Regions from separate parts of the Mus musculus genome. Here all the other regions are linked to region 3. The links are chromatin contacts, called in public Hi-C and HiCAR-type maps. All regions are on one chromosome and are shown on one strand. Each heading gives the region's core, a stretch centred on a gene start, on an enhancer-like site or on the middle of the called end of the contact. The rest is flanking DNA. Distances are from core to core; before and after follow the strand shown.

What was found. Hi-C and Micro-C count contacts between places; a contact is called where the count stands out from the background. HiCAR-type assays count read pairs that join an accessible place to other places.
Region 1: a HiCAR-type map of astrocytes shows a contact between it and region 3, with 3 times the contacts expected there. The contact joins the enhancer-like site here to the promoter of Rbm43 in region 3. A contact is called at or near these places in 6 of 39 promoter capture datasets (the 3T3-L1 cell line, cranial neural crest, embryonic stem cells and 3 more), 2 of 115 datasets of contacts at active chromatin or transcription factors (astrocytes and stem cell-derived neural progenitor cells) and 1 of 9 other capture datasets (embryonic stem cells).
Region 2: a Hi-C map of bone marrow-derived macrophages shows a contact between it and region 3, with 13 read pairs. The contact joins the enhancer-like site here to the promoter of Rbm43 in region 3. A contact is called at or near these places in 1 of 39 promoter capture datasets (hippocampal neurons), 1 of 484 Hi-C or Micro-C datasets (bone marrow-derived macrophages) and 2 of 9 other capture datasets (adipose tissue and embryonic stem cells).

Annotation. Positions count from the first base shown.
Region 1 is chr2:51,055,080-51,059,437 of GRCm38.p6, reverse strand. No RefSeq gene overlaps it. Among named protein-coding and RNA genes, the nearest start is that of Gm32360, 31 kb to the left of the region's middle. Within about 2 kb of position 2,902, at least 70 of the 459 cell types and tissues checked have an H3K27ac peak or open chromatin away from gene starts, as enhancers often do.
Region 2 is chr2:51,304,263-51,308,435 of GRCm38.p6, reverse strand. No RefSeq gene overlaps it. Among named protein-coding and RNA genes, the nearest start is that of Gm13497, 65 kb to the right of the region's middle. Within about 2 kb of position 2,760, at least 64 of the 459 cell types and tissues checked have an H3K27ac peak or open chromatin away from gene starts, as enhancers often do. A contact at or near this core is called in adipose tissue and bone marrow-derived macrophages, where this site is marked.
Region 3 is chr2:51,932,631-51,937,267 of GRCm38.p6, reverse strand. Rbm43 (RNA binding motif protein 43) reads left to right here and starts at 2,105. Exons shown (of 5, transcript NM_001141981.2): 1 at 2,105-2,436.

The DNA.
Region 1 (4,358 bases), core at 1,653-4,152, 880 kb after region 3:
ATGGCAAGCATCCAAAGGCAACCACTTTCAACTTCTTTTGTTCCTTTGTTTTTGTTTTTGTTTTTTTTATTACCTCTGTATTTATAAATTGCTTGTTTGTTTTGTTCATGGTGTGTGTTTGTGTGTGTGTGTATAGTACACTGTTGTGTAGTGTATATCTGTGGACTACACAAAAGAGTGTACAGGAGCATCTGTTCCTGAGGCATGCGAAAACCAGAGCAAGACATTTCTTTCTTTCTTTTTTCTTTTTTTCTTTTTTTTTTTTTTGGTTTTTCGAGATAGGGTTTCTCTGTGTTGCCCTGGCTGTCCTGGAACTCACTCTGTAGACCAGGCTGGCCTCGAACTCAGAAATCCCCCTGCCTCTGCCTCCTGAGTGCTGGGATTAAAGGTGTGCGCCACCACGCCCGGCAGAGCAAGACTTTTCTGTCTTGTCATCCTTCGGCAGTCTGAACCAAAAGCACTCAGTTTCAGCTAAACTGGCTGGCCAGTAATCTCTAGGCATCCACCCATCTCCATCCCCTACTAGGGGGTTATAGGTACACACAGCCATTCTCTGCTTTTTATATGTGTGCTGTGATTCCAACTTAGGCCCTCATGGCTGCATAACACAAGTTCTTTCCACTGAGCCACAATGCCCAGCCCACTCCATGAGGGTTTCCACACTCCCCTCCCCCTTACCCCCTCTATTCATTGATTCTTCACTACAAGGGGTATGATTTGAATTTTCTTCCATCATCTTGCTAGGGATGTCTTCTTATTTCAGTTCTCTAATATAGTTACATCTTAATTTGCTCATAGTTATCATCTGTACTCTGTACATCATTTAACTTTGTAAAAAAAAACAAAAACAAAAACAAAACATACAATCATTGAATTATATATTATTAAATTATTGGGGAAGATGAGAGTGAACCAGGGTTTTCCAGATGTGGTAGGGTTGCTATGCTCCTGAACTCACAGCAGTGCGGATGCCTGAACAGATCATGTCACTCAACCTTCCAGTGCTGAGGGAGGCGGGGCCTGTGAGCCCCCACTCCAGCTGAGGAGCTATTTAGAGTTGATGGCTTCTAGGGGAGGAGAGTCAGGTTTTGTTGAGTGGTTGTCCCCTGGTATGTGTCCTCTGATGTGTCTGTCAGGGTCTATGAATGAATAGGCGGCACAGATGGAACTCAGTGGCTTACTGCAAGAAGAAAAGAGAGGGTATGAACTTGGAGGCGTGGGGAATTGGGGGTGGATCTGAGAGCAGCTTGGGAATATGATCAACACATAATTTATGCATTATGAAATTCTGAAAAACTAATACAATTTTATGATTAATAAATAATATTGTTTGCCTTTCTCAGTTTCCTGAGTGCTGTTCAGTAACTAAGTCTCGTATGATTCTTCTCTTAGTGTTTTTTCACAGGTATTGGGTGTTCTGCGAGCTTCTTCTATGGGAGCTCTCTTGCCTGAGCTGCTATCCTGTATGCTGGAGGTCTCCTGCTACATGGTGGCTCTGTGGGGACTCCTCCTTGCTTCATTCTCCTACTGAAGACCCAAGTCTTCTCCCATCATTTCATGGAAGAACTCTCAGAGAGCTTCCTAGGGAAGCATTTGGTAGTGTTTGTTTGTTTGTTGTTTTTTAAATCACTTAGGTCTAAAACTATCTTTAAAACTTCAGTCCTTAATAATGGAATGAAAGTCTAGCTGACTCCAGAGTTACAGATTTAAATAAATGCCTATCAGGTAGTCCTGTGTCATACAGTTTCTCCTGGCTGATGTGAAGAAGTCTAAAGCCTTCCAATTCTTGTATCTTCGCACAGCGACATTTGCTTTCTTTCTGGCAAGGTTCACACTCTAGACAGAAAGTTTTTTTTTTTTTTTAAAAGTATGCCCTGATGTTAATTTGTTTTTGTGTATTGTACTGCCTGTGCCTTCAGAGATGCACAACCATGACACATTTTGCAGAAATACACCATACCTAACAGGTTCTACTCTAAGCCACCATTAAAATGACCATTTTCACACAGTTGCTTTGACATTTAAACATAACAATAGAAGCCACATATTTTGTGACAGGAAATATTGTTAGTCCTTGTGGGGATTTTGCATTGTTTGCTTGTTTGTTTTTGAGCTAGATTTATGCTCTGTAGCCCCAAGCTGGCCTTGAACTTCTGGTCTCCTTCCATTGTCATGGGTGCAACAGATAGGTACCACTGTGCCTGGCTCCAGCGTGTCTTCATGATCTCAAGCTAAATGATAGAGATGTCTTAATCAAGATATAATTACCTCATGGAGTCTTTGAAACCTGAACCGGTGGGAATGTGGGATGGGTTACTATCAGAGCTGAGCCTGTGGCAGGAGCCCTGAGGGACTGCATGAGGAAGGAGCCAGCAGTAGCTTGCACCTAAGTCCTACGAATTGATGGCTTAGTCCTGCAAAGCAAGGATCTAGCTGACTGTTTCCTACCAGCAAATGCACAGGACAGATTTTCTCTAAGAAGATACCCTTAAGGCCTCAAACTGGAGTTGGAGGAGGGGCTAGATTCGAACATTTAAGCCTTCATTTTCAAAACTACAGTAATCTCTCCAACAGAAATCAGGGTCGCATAAAAGAGGGGTGGAGAAGAAGGTGTTGTTTCTCTGTAAGAAAAATAAAAGAACTGAATGCTAGAGAGTGGAATTGTAATTACAGAAAAAGCTGACAAATTTACCCATAAAATAAGATGTATGGTAAAGGTCGCCAAGCTTTAACAGCGACATAATTCAGAATTGTCAAAATGCCTGGAATTATTCCTCGGGGAATTATAGTTTACTTGTTACAGAGTCAGCCTCATGATTCCTGGTGGACCCAAACCAGATGTAGCCGGAATCCCTTTGGGTGCAGGGAGAAGTCCCTCAGCTGTGGGTGAGCACACCTCTACCTCTGACCAAAGGTCTTCCACACCAGTGCTATCTATCCACAGTGACATCCGCTCTTCAAGTCCCTCCCTTCATTTCCTGGTCAACATGAAATTTGGAGTTTGGACCTTGACTTTTTTTTTTTTTTTTCTGCCTGTATGCCTGTCTTCATTTTCTTCATGGCTGGTTTAAACTAATTCCTCTGGAAGCAAGAGACTTCACTCCAACTCTCTGGCAGCAAACCCCTGAGCCAGATTTCATGGCCTCTGAAACGATGCATGACTAAGCAACATAAAAAGAGGGTGGGGTGAGGCCGAGGTGGTGGAAGAGGTAATGTTACACACAGACAGCCGTGCTTGTTAACATTCTACTGAGATTGTTTCAGTCTGGTGGGAAAAGGAAATACCCAGAGCTCCCTCTTTCACTGGCCCAGAACTTTTCCTCCATCTTCAAAGGACAGAAGAAAAAAAATCTATTTGTTGTTTCTCAGAGGTTACATCTTTACAAAGTTACATATTTCGTGAGAAGAAAAACACTTCAGGGCAGAAAGACATAGAAGAATATAAGAAAGAATGGAAAAGATATGTCATAGAAAAGATATGTCACTTTACAATTGGCTAATGATATCTTTAAAAATCATAATTTACTTCTCATCATGAAAGAATCTCTGTGCATTTCCCTGTGGTTGCAAACCAATACTGAACTTAGACATTTTGTCTGGGTTCTTACCATTGTGTGCAAAATATTTTTAAGACATTAAATAGTGTTTACAAATATTATCTTTACTGAAATAAAATGTCATTACATTTTTAAATTTTGAGATGGGGGTTTTCTGAGTAGCCCTGGCTGTTCTGGGACTTGCTCTGTGTGGACCAGGCTAATTCTTTTAGCAGCCCAAGTTTTACATGTTCAAGTTTTACTTAGGGCATGGATTTTGAACCTTCATCACATTTATCTGCTTCCGTTTTTCCGCTTGTTTTGTTTGGATAAACTCCAAGGAGTGGAGATACCGGAGACAAAGGCTTTGATTACTTCTGCCATTCTTGTGGCAATTGCCCAACTTCAGCTTTAAAAGCTACTATCAGATTTCATCCCTATAAGACAATCTGAGGTGGTGTTTCCTTAAACATTCTTTCCAACACATGATACTGTTGTTATTTGATGTTGATATTTCAGTTTAAAAGGCTGTGGTTTATTTCAACTGTCCTTATAGGAAACATTGCCCTTTAAAAATGAATATCATCAGTTTGTATTTTCCTGCTTTTTTTTTTTTGGTTTTGGTTTGTTTTTTTGGTTATTCGAGACAGGGTTTCTCTGTGTAGCCCTGGCTGTCCTGGAACTCACTCTGTAGACCAGACTGGCCTCGAACTCAGAAATCCGCCTGCCTCTGCCTCCCGAGTGCTGGGATTAAAGGCGTGCGCCACCACGCCCGGCTATTTTCCTGCTTTTTAAATCCCCTGTTCATATTGTTAGCCATTT
Region 2 (4,173 bases), core at 1,511-4,010, 630 kb after region 3:
TTTCCAGCACTGATAAATCTTAAAATAAAATTGTTGGTCACATATGGGCAATGTTGAAGGTGGTCTATACCGCGTAGTATAATATATCCAGTTGTTTAATTCTTTTAGTAAATATAAACCCATCTCATTAGGATGCAATCTGCTTCATCTTTAATCATGGGTAAGATCTATGTGTTTCAAGTGATTTCTTTAAGATACATCTTCATGTTTTGTTACAAGTAAATGTTTGATTGGTACATCTAGTTCATATTTCATATATTTTACCTTATTTCATATGCACTTACATCTGGAGCCGAATAAAACTTTCTCAGGCAGAAAGGGGTAGTAAATGGCAAGTATTTGGAACCCCTGACTTCCAGAACTAAAGGGTTTATTTGTAAAAACAAAAACAAACAAACAAAGTAGTTATAGATTGATGAAACGTCATCTCACAAGTAAAAAATTCTTTCTTGATTATGAAAACTGGGCAGATGACTAAATGCACTTGAAAACTGACTTTGAAATCAGAAAATAAACTTAGTCTTTTCTGCCTTTGTTTCATATCTGTCTATCACATTTCTAGACATATTTTTTCCAGTTATGTATCGTGGAAACTGCAGACTGTTGCCCTCTTCCTGACTGAGATCAGCTTCTGCAAAGAACAGGGACATCTCAATTGAATGATCTCAGCTGAATCCACGTCAAGATTATTTATGTCTTCATTCTCATTCTATATTGCCCATGTCTAAAATAAGAAACATCACAAGCACCGGTCCTGTGTGAACTTTGATGATTTGTAGTTTTAATTAAGGAATTTTAAAGTATCGATGCAGAGTAGCACAGATGATTCCAAACAAAACGTAATTACAGAGGAGGGGACAAGCCACAAATCTGATGTGAGACTGCCTGACTTAGAAAACGATTACATCCTGTATCCTCCAGGAAGTTTGCTTTCCATTCAAATGGTCAAGAAGCCTGAGCATCCTTTGTTTCCCGGAGGGAAGTATATATCTGAAATCTGGCATAACCCACTGGATGTCGGTGCATCACTCATGGAAGGAGAACAATGAAGAAAAAGAAAATACATGAAAATAGACATATGAATTTGGGGAGCTTACTTGCCTTGAGGGGAAAGATCCGTGGAATAACTATTAGCACCCTTGAAAATATTGCTCCCATGCCTCATTATGCCACCTAGATTTCCATCCTGTCACATTCGATGAGGTTTGTGCAAGCCAGTGATGCTAGGCCTGTCAGCCTGATAGTCTAATTTAGAATGACTCTCATGGCACCATTTGTAAAGCTTCCTGCAAAGCAATGAAGGGAGCCTTGGCAGGTGTTCTTTCTAACTCCATTTGTTGAGGATATTTTACGATTTTGGTGTGAACAGTGCTGTGCTCATGATGTGAAGGTCCATCTAGGCATCCTTGCTGCTATTCATGATTTTAAAACAACAGCCACGGAAACATCAAAAAGCCCAAGCTGAGCACAAGAAGTTGCATCTAACTCAGCTGGTAGAAAGTCGTGTTGTTTACCATGCATTCAAGTTCATTACCTTAGTTGTGATTTGCTGCAATCAGCTAAATCCACTCTGTTAATTCTCTTACTTTTCAGTAAGATTCTAATTGCATATAGCAGGCTGTCTTTTGAGCCCTGGGTGAGCTGGCCATCTTAGTTAGAGAAAGTGTGTATTGTTCAGAGATCAAACAGCAACTACCTTGTTACATCTGCATACTTGGTTGTTTTCCAAGGAGTTCCTGGAACTCCCAGTATCTTTCTGGTACCAGAGTGTGCAGACCTTAGAAATCATCCCTAGGTTTGTTTCACCCTTGGTTTGAGGGCACAATCAGTGATAGTCAAAGAAGGAAGACACAGGCATTGAAGCTTCTAAGTGAATAAAAGACTACAGCACAGTGATGCTGTTCTAGGAGACATTATCAGGCAGTAGCAATCCTCAACTATGGGAATCCTTGCAGCCCAAGGGGACACAGAGGATAATTTCCATATAAAGGAAGCAGATGAGTCACTACCCTTCCTTCTGCCTCCAGAAAATGCCTATGTTCTTCCATAGCTCCAAGCCATTCTTTCCCAGAAAGCTTTAGGGATGGCACAGCTGAACTTCTTGTGTTTAGTGGGCTAATTTCCCCCCACTCTCGGGCAGGTGTAATGTTTATTGTCCATAGACATTGTGCATCTTTGTAGAGAGCCTGATGGGATCCCAGTAGAATGACGCGAGAGGAAGAACAAAGATAACAGAGAGCCTCGGTATAGCCTCTGGTCCTACTTCCAAATTATTTCGGGAATGATCTCTTCCTCTTCCTGTAGCTCTCAATGTGCGTCCTTGTATTCCCACTGCACACCAACATTTCAGGCTCTGTGTGTCCCCTCCCCATGCATTTCTCTCCCTAGACAGACAAGAATAATTATTTCTCTTCTCATTTTCCTCTTCCTATGGCCTCTCTGTGAGCATCATTAGGTTACACTATTACATTCCAAGAGCTATGCACTTGATTTAGGTGAATTTGCTAGAAACAGCGCTAACCCTGCTTGATTGAAGAGAAACCTCACATTTGCTCTCTTGCTTTCCCTCCCTGGATTTCTCCCTCTAGTTGAGTACAAAGAATCTGCAATCTGCTTTCAGTCAACACTGCTGACACATCAAAGAAATATGACTTTAATTTTTTTTTCTAAGAAAAAATGAATCATGTAGTGTTCCCCGTACAGACAGTACCCTCCTCTGTTAGATGGCTGTGTAATCTAAAATCCTGGGTCCCATTTTTTTATGCCAGCAATGGTCAAATGATTGAGACTGCAGTGCAGAGCGCCACCACACCAGGACATGACCTCATCTGCTCTGAGAAACGGAGTGGGGTTGAGCTGGGTCAGTGTTTGCGGGAGCATGTTTCCGGTGAGAGCTGAGAAAATCTCAGGAAGGGACAACAATTTCTCATTCTGTTCAACAGCCGTCTTTGATGAGAACACTTGAGTTGAAAATTCAAACTAATGATAAGCTTATTATTATCACAGGAAAACCACTCAGTAGAAAACAGTTCCATCTTTTTATGAATAAGCAACAAGACACAACAACTATTTTTTTAAAAAAGAAGAAGAAGGTTCATTCATAGTTCATTTTAATGTCAGGAAGTGAAAATAAGTGAATCCATTTTTTTTTCTCCCCAAATGAATAATTACTAAGGATGGGTGGTTACAAGCAGAACATTTTCAGCTTTTTTTTTTGTACTGCTCTAGTCGTCTTTTCTATGATTCATCTGTCATTTTTTTAAAGACCTTCAATAGTCTTGTGAATCATCTACATACCTGTTTCCAAAGACTACCAGAGAAATGCAGAGCACTTGCTGATCAAGGTTCACAAACCAGAGAGCCAGCCGCACTTAGGATCCAGAATATCTCACCAAACAAAGCAGCACGTTCTCCAGTCACTCAGATGAGCCAGGGCCTTTTGTCACGTTGTGCTGAGGCAGAGGAGGCAGTTTGGAAGATAAATAATGAGAAATAGCACTTAGGGCTGGATTTTGTAATTATGTTCTGCCCACTAAAGGTTCCTATAAGCATCACCAGGCCTTGACTCTTTCAGCTTCTCATGACTCATGGCTGCGATACAGCCCACTGTGAGGGAGCTGTAATCCGAAAGCCAGGAGAACAATCTCCCTTGAGTGTATGTGCAGGTGGACGAGCCAGGGGTGGGTGTCTGAGTCTGTTTCTGTGACAGCAGGACTTCTGCAGGTTTGTTTCAGCTGCCAAAGAAACGACTCTGCTGAATATGAATTAGGCTGTGCTTTACCTCTTGTCCTTGGAGGTATCTCTATCAACACCACACACACACACACACACACACACACACACACACACACACAGAGAGAGAGAGAGAGAGAGAGAGAGAGAGAGAGAGAGAGAGAGAGAGAGAGAGAGAGAGAGCCCACCCAGCTATGCTCTCAAATAAGGCAGGTAGTTGCATTTTCTGGAATCAACACTGAGCAAAGAAACATTCTAGAGCATGTATGCTGTGTGTGGAGGATAGCAGAGAAAATAAGGAACAAAGAATGTGTATTATAAACCCAAGGAAATAGATGGAATAGGTGACTTAATGAGAAAAAATAAAATAAAAAGAAAAGCAACTAATACAAGCTACTAAAATGGACAGTGAATTATACCTGTAAAAATATGAATTGAGTA
Region 3 (4,637 bases), core at 856-3,355:
TCTGTGGTTATAATAGTGGTGGCGCTGTTCTCTGAGCAAGGGATCCTGGGTCGCATAAGTTGCATAAGAGAGGAGGAATCAAGCTAAGCAGTTGTTAGTCCATTGCTTTCTGCTCCTGTCTGTGGGTGTGGTGCCATTGGTTGTCTCAAGTTCCTGCCATCCTGCAGATGAAACTGTGAGCCAGGAGAAACCCTTTCTCCATTAACCTGATTATGTCCAGGGATTTGATTGCAGCAAAAGGAAAGGAAGACACCATGCTGTATCAAGAACATAAATGTGGGGGTGTAAGCAAGCTGATAGAGTAGGAAGCAGGGAGTCAGGAGGATAGTGCTGGCCTCTCGTGCACAGGCACTGGCTTCAATCCAAAACATAGGGGAAAAAAGTGTTCTTTCTGTTTGCTCTCATTACACTTTATTAGACATTCAAATTGGCATAGTGGGGATGTGTCAGCATGGTGGCATCAGCTTGAAATCCTAGCACTTTGAAGGCCGAGACAGGAAGATCTGGAGATAAACTATAAATTGAGGAACTATATAATTACATGGAGAGGAGACCTATCTCATTCTGTCCTAAAATCTTCATAGCTGTGAAGTACCATCAAGTATGTAAGTAGGTCCTTTCATTGGTGAGCTGAGTGGACTCCTCACTACAAGCAGCATATATTCATTTCTGTCCGGCCTCTTGGGGTCACTCATGCACTAGTGTTGGAAGGGAACTTCCAAGAGTAGAGCTGCTAAGTTTGAGGATAATTGCACATTTACACGCTTGCATGTCTTTGTATTTTGATAATGCTAGAACAGGAAGACCTTTACCTTAGTCACGGTAAAGGTCACGGCTACCAATCCTACTGAAAAGAAGAAGAGCATCAGAACAGCATACTAATTTTATTAATAGCTTATCACCATTGAATGTGACACAGAGGTCATCCGAGAGAAACAGCCAGAGGCCCGAAAAATACAGTTTTTATGCTCAAGGTAGATAAAGATTGGACAGCTTTGGGAACTGTGACTGGACAGAAGTTCGCTTTCTTGTTCTGGTTTGCTCTCTATTGCTGGATAAACTCCATGACCCAAAGCACCCTGGGAAGGTCAAGGTCTATTTTGGTTTATAGGTTACAGCAGCGCAAGCCAGGAACCTGAAGCAGGAGCCTGGCGGAACTGCTGCTGACCACTTCCTGTCTGCTCACTTTCACCTGCCTAAGGATGGTACCGCCCACAGGAGGCTCACCTCTTCTGCATAAATTAGCAATCAAGAAAATGCCACACTCCAATAGCGGCAGTACACCCCTTTAATTCTAGCCAAGGCAGGCAGATATCCCTGTGTTCGAGGCTAACCTGGTATACAGAGCAAGTTCCAGGACAGCCAGAGTTACACAGAGAAATCCTATCTCGAAAAACCAAAAAATGAAAAAAGGACAGAAAATGCCACAGACATGCCTACAGTACAGAGGTAGTTTCTCAGTTGAAGGTCCTCTTCCCAAATTAATCAAGTTGACAGTCAAGATTAGCCATCCCAGCCTGTCTGGATTCATCTTTGCTCTGTGCAGCATTCCTTAATGCGGGAATGGGACTTCCCTCAGAGAGAGGGGAGTATGTTTCATAGCTTGTTTGGGACGAGAGGTGTCTATTTTATATGACCCAACGTTGGGGAAGAAGAATCCTGTTTTCTGTGACTGGCTTAGGGTCAACAAAAATGCAGGAGAGAGTCAGGAAGGGGTCAGAGGGACTTGGCTTCAGGAATAGGGCAAGCTAAAGTGCTTATGTGGGGAGCTGTATTCTGAGTCCCTGAGAGATGTCCAAATCTTTAGAAATGTTTGCATCTAAACTGGTTTGTGGGATCTGCTAATTTGAGCACACCGGTTGAAAATTGGTATCTCCCAATTTCAGTTTCTATTTCTTTACAAGGGAGTTCGTGCTCTGCTTTTGCCTTTATATTTCTTTGATTTTACTGGGCTAGATTTCTTGTGTCCCAGGCTCCAGGGCCATTCGGCCAAGTGATTGAGTTTTGTGGGCAGCAGGGTACCTTCTTCATGTGCTCTGCGTTCCACCGGTGATGAGCCTGGGCGGACCCTGCTGGCGGGAAGGAAGTGTCGGGGATCGGGTTTGAGAATGCGCTGGAGAGACGGGGCAAAGCCTAGGAATGAGTTTGGAGAGAAGCCCAGATGCCCCTGGGGCATCTTGCACAGGTACCTCAAAGGCGCCAAGGGACCGACCCAGCCGGGCTCCGCCCTTCCAAACTGAGTCTCCAAGGAAACGGAACTGGAAAGCGAAAGCGGAACCCGTTCACCTCCAGTTTAGCGCTCCCGCTGCTCGAACATCTCCGAGGCCTGGCAAGTCGCTTTTCCCCGGGTTGCAGTGCAGGAAGGCGCGCCGAGGGTCCCGGAGCACGTGTCCTGCGCGGTCGCGCGCCCCGAAGTGGCCGTCACGGGCGCAGCAGGTCTGGCTCCCACGCGTGGGGATACGGCCTCTTTTCTCACCCGCCCCTGCTCAATAGGCAGGGACTCACGGGTTTTGTCCGGAAGGTGGTTTGGGCGGGACTGCGGTTAGGAGTGGGGGCGAGGACAGTGACCCAGAAATGGAGGCTAACTACTGGAAGGAGCCAGTAAGAAGTGTCTGAGCTGAAGGCACTGGCTTGCTGTCCCTCTCTCCGTCAGAGCTAGGCCTTTGACCAGGGACCCGGGGTTTTGCCTAGATGACTGTGTTTTGGAGCTGTTACAGTGAGTGCGTGAGTTTCTATATATATTTTACCTGATTTTGTGTGTGTGTGTGTGTGTGTGTGTGTGTGTGTGTGTGTGTGTGTGTGTGTGTGTGTGTGTTTTACTTGGTGAGAGTCAAGGTATAGTGCATGAAAATAAACTATTGAGAAAACAAATAGAAAACAAAACAGCAAATGAAATATTTCTTCTTAGTGCCACACTTAAGAAGAAAGTGTTACTTTACACCACTGTCAGTCTGTCTGTCTGTCTCCCTCTCTCTCCCTCTTTTTCTCCTTCCTTCCTTCCTTTCTGACATCAAGGCCAGAGCTTCTTAAAGCAGAGCATGGAAACTGTAAAATGGCACCACACCTCTGCTGAAATTCCCGTATTTCATAGTCTTTGAGTGGATTGTTTTTCTTCTTCACTGTGCACAGAGGAAGACAGGTCATTCTCTGCTTATAACGGGTCTCAGGAGAAGGCATGTAGCCACATGTCCTCAGACTTAAGTGAGTTAGTGAAGAAAGGATGTGCAGGACGTTGACGAGACCACGGAATGAAGTGAGGTCTTGCAGAACAAGGTGATTCTAAAGATAACGTGTGCGTAGACACTTGAATTAAGAAACGCATTAGTGCTGATGAGGTGTGGAGCTCTCCTGAGCTTAAATGGATATTTGTCTTTGATATTGATGAATGGCTGGAAGGTCTGTAGTTCATGAGCCACTTACCAAGGAGGCTGGCGTGGGCTGTCAGGGAACTGTGCTGCAGAGATAAAAGCCAGGAAGTCACACAGGCTGGAAGTCTGAAAAGTTCCTCTTGTAAGGGAAATTGCATTAAGTGTCTGAGGACTAGACTGAGGTATATTTTCATCTTTTCACTATACCATCTAGAAGACAAATAGTTTACTTCCATTAAAGTGTCTTTTTTGTCATATACCCAGTAAGTTTTAACTTTTTACAGTTTTGAGAATTTTATCTTCAGGAGGTCTCCCTTTGCCTTGTATTCGACCAACATGAGCCATGCCCCCCCCCCCTCCCCACATCCCTGCCCCAGCTTTGTGTGCTGAAAACAACTTCCCCCTGTTCCTCTCCCCTCCCTCCTCCCCCCTCCCCGCCCCTCCTCCTCCCTCCCCCTCTTTTTGGTTTGGTTGTCCAAGACGGTGTTTCTCTATGTAGCCTTGGCTGTCGTGGAACTAGCTTTATAGAGCATTGTGACCTCACACTCATGGAGATCCACCTGCCTCTGCCTCCCAGTGCTGGGATCTAAGGTGTGCACTGCCACTGCTCAGCCTGAAAACTTCTTTTTTCTTGATATTTTGTTGTCTCAACTCCAGTTCTGCCCCAGCCTTCAAGGCCTCTCATTCACAGAGCCTTTCGTGCTTTAGCCAGAATTAATCTTGCTTCTTAATCCTGGATGGCCTTTACTGTAGTCTTACAGGATTTTATTGTGGGTGGTATGTGTTCGAAATGAGATGCTCTGTTTCCTTCTGTAGAGCAATATGGTTTTTATGCAAACCGAGCTCCTCTGAAATGACGTAAGTGACCTTCTTATCCTTGAGCTAGAAGTCCCCACTGGATGAATTGTCAAGCCCCTTGAATGCTGCAGGGCAGAAAGACAACACCGCACATTTTTATTCGTTAAATTAATTTTATCGTATTTTATGTGTGTGTTTTGCCTCCATGTATGTATGTACATCACATGCGTGCCTGGTGTCTTCAAAAGCCAGAAGAGGGTGTCAGACTCCCTTGAACTGGAGTTACAGGCTGTTGTGAGCCACCAGGTTGGTGTAGGGAATGGAACCCAGGTTCTCTGTAGGAGTAGCAAGGCCTCTTAACCCCTGAGCCATTTTCCCAGCTCTGTACAGTACATGTTTTGAAGAGGACAGAATTTCAGGGCAACAGATTTCTTTCTGCTTGCCACTTGTGCCCAATGTGTTGTCGGATGT